2 separate regions of the Mus musculus genome follow, and region 2 is linked to region 1. A link is a contact called in public capture Hi-C data. All regions are on one chromosome and are shown on one strand. The core of a region is the stretch at or near the end of the contact, and the rest is flanking DNA. Distances in the headings are between cores, read along the strand shown. Region 1 has its middle 11 kb from the start of Pif1. Region 2 overlaps Zfp609 (zinc finger protein 609).

Evidence for each region. Capture Hi-C pulls out chosen DNA fragments and counts their contacts.
Region 2: a capture Hi-C map of embryonic stem cells shows a contact between it and region 1, with 3 times the contacts expected there. The contact joins two enhancer-like sites. A contact is called at or near these places in 1 of 15 datasets of contacts at CTCF or cohesin (the NIH/3T3 cell line), 6 of 484 Hi-C or Micro-C datasets (the G1E-ER4 cell line, embryonic stem cells and uterus), 4 of 115 datasets of contacts at active chromatin or transcription factors (all in embryonic stem cells) and 1 of 9 other capture datasets (embryonic stem cells).

What each region holds. Positions count from the first base shown.
Region 1 is chr9:65,596,209-65,600,671 of GRCm38.p6, reverse strand. It overlaps the pseudogene Gm10144. Among named protein-coding and RNA genes, the nearest start is that of Pif1, 11 kb to the right of the region's middle. Within about 2 kb of position 1,596, at least 18 of the 459 cell types and tissues checked have an H3K27ac peak or open chromatin away from gene starts, as enhancers often do. A contact at or near this core is called in embryonic stem cells, where this site is marked.
Region 2 is chr9:65,774,398-65,779,024 of GRCm38.p6, reverse strand. All of the region lies in intron 2 of Zfp609 (zinc finger protein 609), which reads left to right. Among named protein-coding and RNA genes, the nearest start is that of Zfp609, 51 kb to the left of the region's middle. Within about 2 kb of position 2,349, at least 68 of the 459 cell types and tissues checked have an H3K27ac peak or open chromatin away from gene starts, as enhancers often do. A contact at or near this core is called in embryonic stem cells, where this site is marked.

The sequences.
Region 1 (4,463 bases), core at 347-2,846:
ATCTTCAATTCATGGCCTGTGCAATGGTATAGCTACGTGGTCATCAAAAACGGAAAACCACTAACTGGCAGATAAATGGCAAAGATACCTGAGCCTGGGAGGCGTGAATGAATGGAAGTGACAAAACCTAGCAACACTTAGCAAAGACATTGAATTCTGTGTAGCTTATACAGGCAAGACATAAAATGTCTGAAAATAATGAGACAGTGGACAAATTAGCATCATGTTTAATTAAGACTAGAATATTAAAATTTGCCTGGGAATGAATTCAGAATAAATCAGTGAGGATGATAAATACAAATTGGAAAAACTTGAAAGTTTAACCCTAATGCTGAAATAAGGGGAAACTCTCTCCTAAGCTAGGTGTCTCTACCCTCTCAAGACGCCGTCCCACAAACATGGAGCAGGTAATGAACTTTGTCGAGCCAAGTCGGCAGTTTGTAAAGGACTCAGTTCGGCTGGTTAAAAGAAGCACCAAACCGGACAGAAGGGAATTCCAGAAGCTCTCCATGGCCACAGCGGTAGGATTTGCGATCATGGGATTCATTGGCTTCCTCATGAAACTGATCCATATCCCTATTAATAACAATTCTGTGGGTGGCTGAGTCCTTTCTCATCACGGGACGAGTGAACAGTGAGGGGGTGACACGATCATGAAGTGAAACGTTGCCTGGATGCTTTGTGGTTCTTGTTTCTTTCCTCCTTCCTATGAGGTTTTCTATTTCTAAATTAAAATAATTTCAAAATAAACATTTTTTCCATAACAAAAAAAAAAAGAATAAGGGGAAATAGAGAACCAGGACAACCCTATGAGAATAACTGTTCTAAGGAGCCCATAGCCAGGGGTGGTGCATACCTTTAATCCTAACACTTGGGAGGCAGAGGCAGGCACATAAGAATTACAGTGATTTAAATTTAAAAGCTGCTTGCAAAAAGCATACTGAAATTCAATTCAAAGTGAATGGTTTTTGTTTTTTTTTTTTTTTTTTTTTCTGAGACAGGGTTTCTCTGTATAGCCCTGGCTGTCCTGGAGCTCACTTTGTAGACCAGGCTGGTCTCGAACTCAGAAATCTGCCTGCCTCTGCCTCCCGAGTGCTGGGATTAAAGGCGTGGGCCACCACGCCCGGTCAAAGTGAATGTTCTTTGTGATCTAAAAATAAATACACTTAAACCTTGAACCATCCCATAAAGAGAAAGGGAAATATTGGTATATTTACCCACACATACTAAGATCTATTTAGTTTCAAATTTTCACAATAATTTTTAAAATTTCAATTGAAAGATAATACTTTTTCTGTTGCCAAACAAAACAAAACAAAACAAAAAGCCATTTTACCCTAGGAAAGATATAAGCTGCCAAGAAATAACCCCTGAGAGTTAGGGTGGGAGGAAGGGTTTAGCTTTTATCTTTCCAGGAGAATAAAAGCATTTAAGTATGGAATCTTGAGACCGCTGGACAAGTAAAACATCTGAAGAAAAAGAGAAAATGTCCCAAGAAAAAGGGTAAATTGGTCACGTGATATCATCCACTTCCGTGGTCTGAAATCACAGCTCAGAGCTCCAGACTAGCACCGGCACCAGTGCCACCATCTTGCCCGAGTAGCTGCCCCTTCCCACTTGACAACCACCGGGGGGCAGTGTTGGTGGTGGGGTGTGGGGACTAAGTGGGGGTGGGGGCGGGGGGCGAGCTGGACAGCCCCACCTCCCCTCTGACTCCCACACTCCCGCCCCTCCCCCCCCCCCCCCCCCCGCAGGCACTCCTTTCTTTTTTCCTATCTTGCAGCTGGCCCATAGCGGATTCCCAAATGCTTGTCTCTGCTGCCCTCTACAGTCACAAGTGGCAAATGAGCTTTATATGGTCTCAATTCAATTAAAAACTAAAGCTGACTTTGGGGTGGCTCTCTCATTCTCTAGCCCACTCATGCTTGTTAAAGGAAAATCCAAAAATCTCTGTTTCATATCAGAAGAGCCTCCTGGACAGAAGAAAACAAGAAATAAGGGATTTACTATTATTCTATTGCCACTAATCCCTTAATCTTTCGGCTTTCATTTAACTCTCTAAAACTTTCCTTAAAGTATAAATATTATCTCAAAATCTATGAAATTATTATGTTATCTATAAATTTTCTGTCATCACACAGAGTACTAACTAATTCTGGAAGTAATCTTCATCGAGCTTCCTGTGCATGTTTTCAGGCTTGAGTCTGAAGCAAGTAACTAGGAACCAAGTTTGTGTACCTCGGATGTACTCGATAGACGGGATCCTCAAACCTTTTAGAGATCTGCTGAACATATCATTTAAAATGTTTAGGTTTGGGGGCTGGTGAGATGGCTCAGCGGTTAAGAGTGCCGACTGCTCTTCCAAAGGCCCTGAGTTCAAATCCCAGCAACTACATGGTGGCTCACAACCATCCATAATGAAATCTGATGCCCTCTTCTGGAGTATCTGAAGACAGCTACAGTAGTGTACTTATAATAAATAAATAAATAAATATTTTTAAAAAATGTTTAAGTTTTCTACCATTCCTAACGGTTCCCTTTGAGGTCTCTGAGAGGATGGGGACCTACAATGACTAATCCACCTGGATTGTGGGGACGCTAACCACTGGACAGAACTGCCCCAAGCCTCTTCTACCACCAGGCTCTACACAAACAGTGGACACCTTTGAGTTGACTGCTATGTTCTACCTAGCCAGGATTGCCACTAAGCTGATAAACACCACCCAAAGATCAGCTTAGAACTACAAACTGCTCAGGACATTCAAATGAGTTCATATAAGACTGACACGAGCATTGTACAGAATGCAGAACTCAAAAATACTTAATCCTTTGACTGCCAAATACAACCAAGCTGGACATTGTGGAAAGCTTGGCAGAAATAGCTTCATTACTGTAAATACTTTTACTATATTGGAGCTAAGATCTTATCTTTTCATTTAGACAAATGGGAGGTGATGTTGCAAGATATTTGATCACAGTGTGAACCCTGAGATTGTGTTGCTTACTGGAAAAATCTGTTTCTAGTTGTGGTGTAGCTCAGCCTTAGCACACACCTTGAATCCAAGAGCTTTCTGCTTGAATATTGTAAGCAGGATTAAATAAAGTCGACCTTAGATCAAAAGGCAGAGCAGGGGCTGGAGAGATGGCTCAGTGGTTAAGAGCACTGATTGCTCTTCCAAAGGTCCTGAATTCAAATCCCAGCAACCATGTGGTGGCTCACAACCATCTGTAATGATAACTGAACCTCTTCTGGGATGTCTAAAGACAGATACAGCGTACTTACATATAATAAATAAATAAATTCCCCCCCCCCCAAAAAAAAAAACAAGCAGAGCAAGCAACCAGTGGACAGGAGGTGAACATAAGATTATTAAGAAAAAAAAAACATAGAGAGTAAGAGTCAGGATGGTTATAGACACACATGAAGTAGAAGGGAGGGACATTCCGTTTGAAGGAGGTTTTTATTGGTTGTTGTTTGGTTTTTCGAGGCAGGGTTTCTCTGTGTAGCCCTGGCTGCCCTGGAACTCACTTTGTAGACCAGGCTGGCCTCGAACTCAGAAATCCACCTGCCTCTGCCTCCCAAGTGCTGGGATCAAAGGCATGTGCCACCAGGTATACTTTTTTTTTTTTTTTTAATATATGTGAGTACACTGTAGCTGTCTTCAGACACACTAGAAGAGGGCATCTGAGCTCATTAAAGATGGTTGTGAGCCACCATGTGGTTGCTGGGATTTGAACTCAGGTCCTCTGGCAGAGCAGTCAGTGCTCTTAACCCCTGAGCCATCTCTCCAGTCCCTGAAGGAGGTTTTTTGAGACAGTGTGTGAGAGGGCATTACTGGTGAGACTGAGGAAGGAGGTCAGCTGGGTGTTTTCTCTGCCTCTCTGGGCTAGCAGGCTTTCGCCTCAGCATCTAGCTCTCAAACAATTGAGATTTTGTAAAATAGCAACAACAAAAAAAGCCCATTTGCTATTGGTAAGGATCCGAGTTCCACTTCCAGCACCCAGGTCAGGTGCCTCACAGCCACCCATAACTCCTGTTTCAGGGGATCTGACACCTCAGGCCTTACTGGCACCCTGGAGCTGGAGTTACAGGTGGCCAGATCTATAACCTGCTTGATATAGGTGCTGGGAACCAGACTGCAAGAGCATTCTAGGCTGTTAACCAAGCCATCTCCCTAGCCCCTTCATCATGCTTTTTTTTTTTAAAAGATTTATTTATTTATTATATGTAAGTACATTGTAGCTGTCTTCAGCCACTCCAGAAGAGGGAGTCAGATCTCATTAAGGATGGTTGTAAGCCACCATGTGGTTGCTGGGATTTGAACTCTGGACCTTCGGAAGAGCAGTCGGGTGCTCTTACCCACTGAGCCATCTCACCAGCCCATCCATCATGCTTTTTAATAAACTGAAGATAGTTCGTTGATGGCTCCTTCCCTATCAGAACATCCAAGCCAGAGTCTCAG
Region 2 (4,627 bases), core at 1,100-3,599, 180 kb before region 1:
TTGCACCTAAAATGACTGGCTTATCACCCACCAGGGATAGTTGTCATTGAAGTTTGAAATTGAACAGGTGTGCCCAATCTGGTCTTGACCTATGGTAGCTGTGGATGAGGCCTGATACAGAATCTTAAGTTCACTTAAAATATTATGATGTTTGTGTTGTTTTGTTGTTAAATTTTGGGTTTTGTTTTTTGGTTTTGTTTTGTTTTGTTTTTTGTTTGGTTTTGGTTTTGATTTTTGTTTTGGAGACAGGGTTTCTTTGTATAAATAGACCTGATTGTCCTGGACTCACTTTGTAAGTCGGGCTGTCTTCAAACTCACAGAGACCCACCTGCCTCTGTTTCCCAAGTGCTGAGATTAAAGCTGTGCTTTACCATATCCTGCCTTTATCTGCCTTTATTATTACTTTTTAAAGCAACTTTTCTAGAGCGTTTTGTTTTGTTTTGTTTTGTTTTGTTTCGTTTCGAAACAGGGCTTCTGTGTAGCCCTGGCTAGCCTGGAACTCAGAAATCCGCCTGCATAAATTTTTTAAAAGATATAATGTCTCAGAGTCAGAAGGTTGCAGACTTGGTAGATGTATTTTGGAAAGAGTGGTATCCACACACCAAATTAACTCCAAGAACATGCAATACTTGTAAAAGAAACTTAGTTGGGGTTTTTTTTTTTTTTTTTTTTTTTGGTTTTTTTCGAGACAGGGTTTCTCTGTGTAGCTCTGGCTGTCCTGGAGCTCACTTTGTAGATCAGGCTGGCCTCGAACTCAGAAATCCGCCAGCCTCTGCCTCCCGAGTGCTGGGACTAAAGGCGTGCGCCACCACGCCCGGCTGAAACTTAGTTTTTTGTGTTTTGGTTTTTTGGTGTATGTGTATGTGTGTGTGTGCACGTGCGTGCATGGGTGTTTTTCTTCAAGTAATCTAAGATTTGAGATGAGATTGAAAGAGCAGTCAGGAACCATGCCCAACACTTGGGGGTGGGCCAGTGGTCGAGGTTTTTGAGAACCAGAAATTTGTCACACATTGTCATCTTTTCATGGAGGGCGAAAGCTTTGTTAGAAAACTTTGTTAGAAAGCTGTTTACTAAAATGTCCTCTTCCTTGCAGAAGTACTTGGAAGAAGTTTCTTGAGTTAGACCGCTGTGGTTTATGAAATTGTATGATATATGTTGTTTTTGCTGTAAATGTTTGTTCTATTTCCATAGAAAGTAGGTTTTTTGGTTTTTTTTTTTTTTCAATATAGAACTGGGCAACCTAGAACTGTTTAAGTATGTCTGGGTTTTCATTTTTCCTAAACTCCTAAAATGTGACATTAGTGATAGGATGGAAAGGCAGGTTTTAAAAAAAAAAGTCAGAATTTTGTTTTCAAAAACATTTTCAACTTCTGGCAATAGGGTATTAGAATTGGAAGGTTCAGAAATAAGGTGAGGTAAAGGAAGATAAGCTGTGAGGAAGCTGTGTCTGCATAGCAGCAGCTTCCTTCCCAGGTTACCTGTTGGAACCTCAGAGAAGATGGTGGCCTATTCCTAGTCACTCTGCCATCAATGACCCTCTGGTCTGATGCCACTGAAGTTACTTGTGAAAGGGTTTGCTTTCTGGTAAGTTCTTCAATATGTGAGAATGTAAATTCTAAGAGAAGTTCCTGGATGGAGCCCAAGCTCAAAGTAATAGATGAAGTCACCTACCTCAGTGTCTTGAGAGGAATCCAAGAAAAGGTGCTGTTTTGAAACTTGAAAGATCCTATAAAGAAAAGGCAGGTCTTGAGCCAAGCAGCTTTTGAGGTGGTAACCAGCCCAAACAAGAACTGGCATGTGCCTGCAGTCTCTAATCCTGGCTGGAGTTAGCTAAGGGAGAAATGTATGGGAGGCTCTGTAAGTGAAAGGATTGTTTATGACTTTGGATGCTGTGTGAATCCGAGTCAGAATAGTTTGGAGCTGGTCTCTGAGGCTTGGAAACACCCCCCACCTCAGGATACTTACCATTTTATAGCTTTTCTAGGACAGCCTTTTAGTATTCTGCTGTGCCAAGAGTAAGCTGGGGTTGGGGTAGGGTTTAATTAGAGTCAAGACCCATAGCTTTTTTTTTTTTTTTTTCCAATATCCTAAGCAAAAATTCTGTCTGTTTGGAAGCATTTAAGTTTTCCTAAAATCCCATTCTTGTCAGCTTGGTTTTTGAAAGAGGATAGACAGCCACGCCGAAGGGGGTCAGGCTGGCTTTAGAGGGGGAGGGGAAACACATCACTGACTGGGAAGGAGGGGCCACTGTTGCCTGTGGGTTTTGTTTGTTTTACTTCCCTGTGCTGAGGATCACTGCCCCTCCTCTTTGTGATACCAAAACTTTGTATCCTTGGCTGATCTGGAACTCTATAGACCAGGCTGGCCTCTAACCCAAAGGTCATCCTGCCACAGTCGGCAGCCCAGAGCCTTCCCAGAGCCTTACACAAACTAGGCAAGTCCTCTTCTATGAGCAAGACCTGCAAGTCTCCTGGCTTTATTTCCACCACGTGGGTCCAGGGGATAGAGCTCCAGTCATCAGGTTCTCGGGATCTAGCTCTCTTCTCCCCACTCCATTAATCTCTACTGATCCTGGCTGCCTGCAGAGTTTGCTGCCCGGGTTGTGTGCTGGAAATTGTTTCTTAATCCCTGTCTTGGAGTACCAAACTCCAGCTGTACTGTCTAGGTCTTGGGAGAACTGAGGGGCATTTGGTCACTGTAGACAAAGGCCCGTTTTGTCAAGAGAGATTAGGGCAAAGTACAACCATTGTTATCTCTGATGCCTTCATTGTCAACTGTCTACTTGGCCACAGGGATGCCTTGACCTCAATTAGCAGCAACCTGTTCTTAATGTTTCTTTGATATTTTCTACTAATGAGATTTCAGTGTTCAGGCTTCAAAACTTCCCGTTAATGTTTCTTTAAACTTTTTTCCCTTAATATTGGGAATACAAAGGGGAGGCTGAGCAGGAAAAGGTTCTTGCCACCAATATTGATCTGTGTTCAATTCTCTGCACCCACATGATAAAAGGTTGTCGTTTAACACTTGCACGTGTACAATACACACACACACACACACACACACACACACACACACAGAGTAATAATTTTTAATAGGAGCAGCTGTTGGTTGTAGGCATAGTTCTGTAGAGAGCCTTTACTTATCACATGTACACATCACACACAAACAAAATGAATAAATATTTTAAAAAATTCTAAAAGTAGTGAAATAGTGCTTTTCAGTTAATAGTTGGCAAAGTGCAAAAAGCCGTTTGTTTGCTTGTTTGTTTTTCTTGAGAGAAGACCTCACAAGCTAAGCTGGCCTTAAACTCCCATGTGTAGCCAAGGCTGGTATTGAACTTCTGATGTTCCTGCCTTTGCTTCTGAGTGCTGGGATGACTGGCTTGAGGACCAGGACTCTGCCTCCTACTTCTGGGGTGGCTGCAGGCAGGCATTGTGCGGTGTCAGAGGCCTGTAACAGCCCTCTTGTTCTGTTTTACTTTGAAACAGAATCCTATTAAGTTACCCAGGCTAGCCTAAAACTCCCTTAATAACCCAGACAGGCCTTGACTTTGTAATCTTCCTACCTCGACTGGGATTACAGGCTTCCTTCCAGTTGTATTTTGTATCTTGGAAGGGATTTCTGTAACATTGGAGAAGTGGTTGAGATTATTGGTTCAAGACTGGTTTGGGCATGAATCTCAACTCTGTTTGTTTAAGCATCTTTAATTTTCCCATTAGAGAACTGACCTGGTTTGGCCTAGCTTGACTAGATTTTATTACATTTGATGATGAGATTTCACCCTGAAGTCTGAAACTCCTTTTCTTTATGTTTTTATAATTTGTATCAAAGTTATTATCTTCATCGGTTACTATGTTCAGAAGTCTGTTTATTTTTTAAGCTGCTGGTGGTAAGTAGGTGTAAGGGGTAGTAGTTCTTTTTAAATGCTTAGCACATTAGTTCACTTCTTAGAAGGGGAGGTATCTGTGATATCAGTTAACTTAGTAGTTACTTTCACTACTGAGCTAATCAGGAAAGAGTTTTAAGAGTTATCTTATATAAAAAGAAAGGGGGCCGGGCGTGGTGGCCCATGCCTTTAATCCCAGCACTTGGGAGGCAGAGGCAGGCAGATTTCTGAGTTCGAGGCAAGCCTGGTCTACAAAGTGAGTTCCAGGACAGCCAGGGCTGCCTTGCTTAGTGGAATTAGCAAAAAAAAAAAAAAAGAAAAAAGAAAAAAGAAAGGGGCTGGCAGCTGTCTTGACACTATTATAACACAGCACTGGGAAGGCTGAGGCAGGGGGAGCAGTGTTTGGGATAGAGTCCCACCTGGGCTACATTGTGAAACTCTCAGAGAGGAGAAAGGGGGAACATGAGGGGTGAGGAAGGAGAGGAGGATGGGTTGAAGAGGCAGAGACTGCCATATAACATTATGACAGACTGCTCCGTCGGAACCTTGACTTTTCTATAGTAATATTTCAGTTAAGGAAGTGCCACAGAAATGGGCTCATTTATTTTCATACACTTTTTGGTGATTTTATAGGTGCAAGCTTCTGCTTATTAGAGATTTAGATTTATGTTTAACTTTTAATAGGTTTGTGGTAAGAAAACAAGTTTGGGTCAAGTAGAGAATGTGTTTTGGAATTACTGT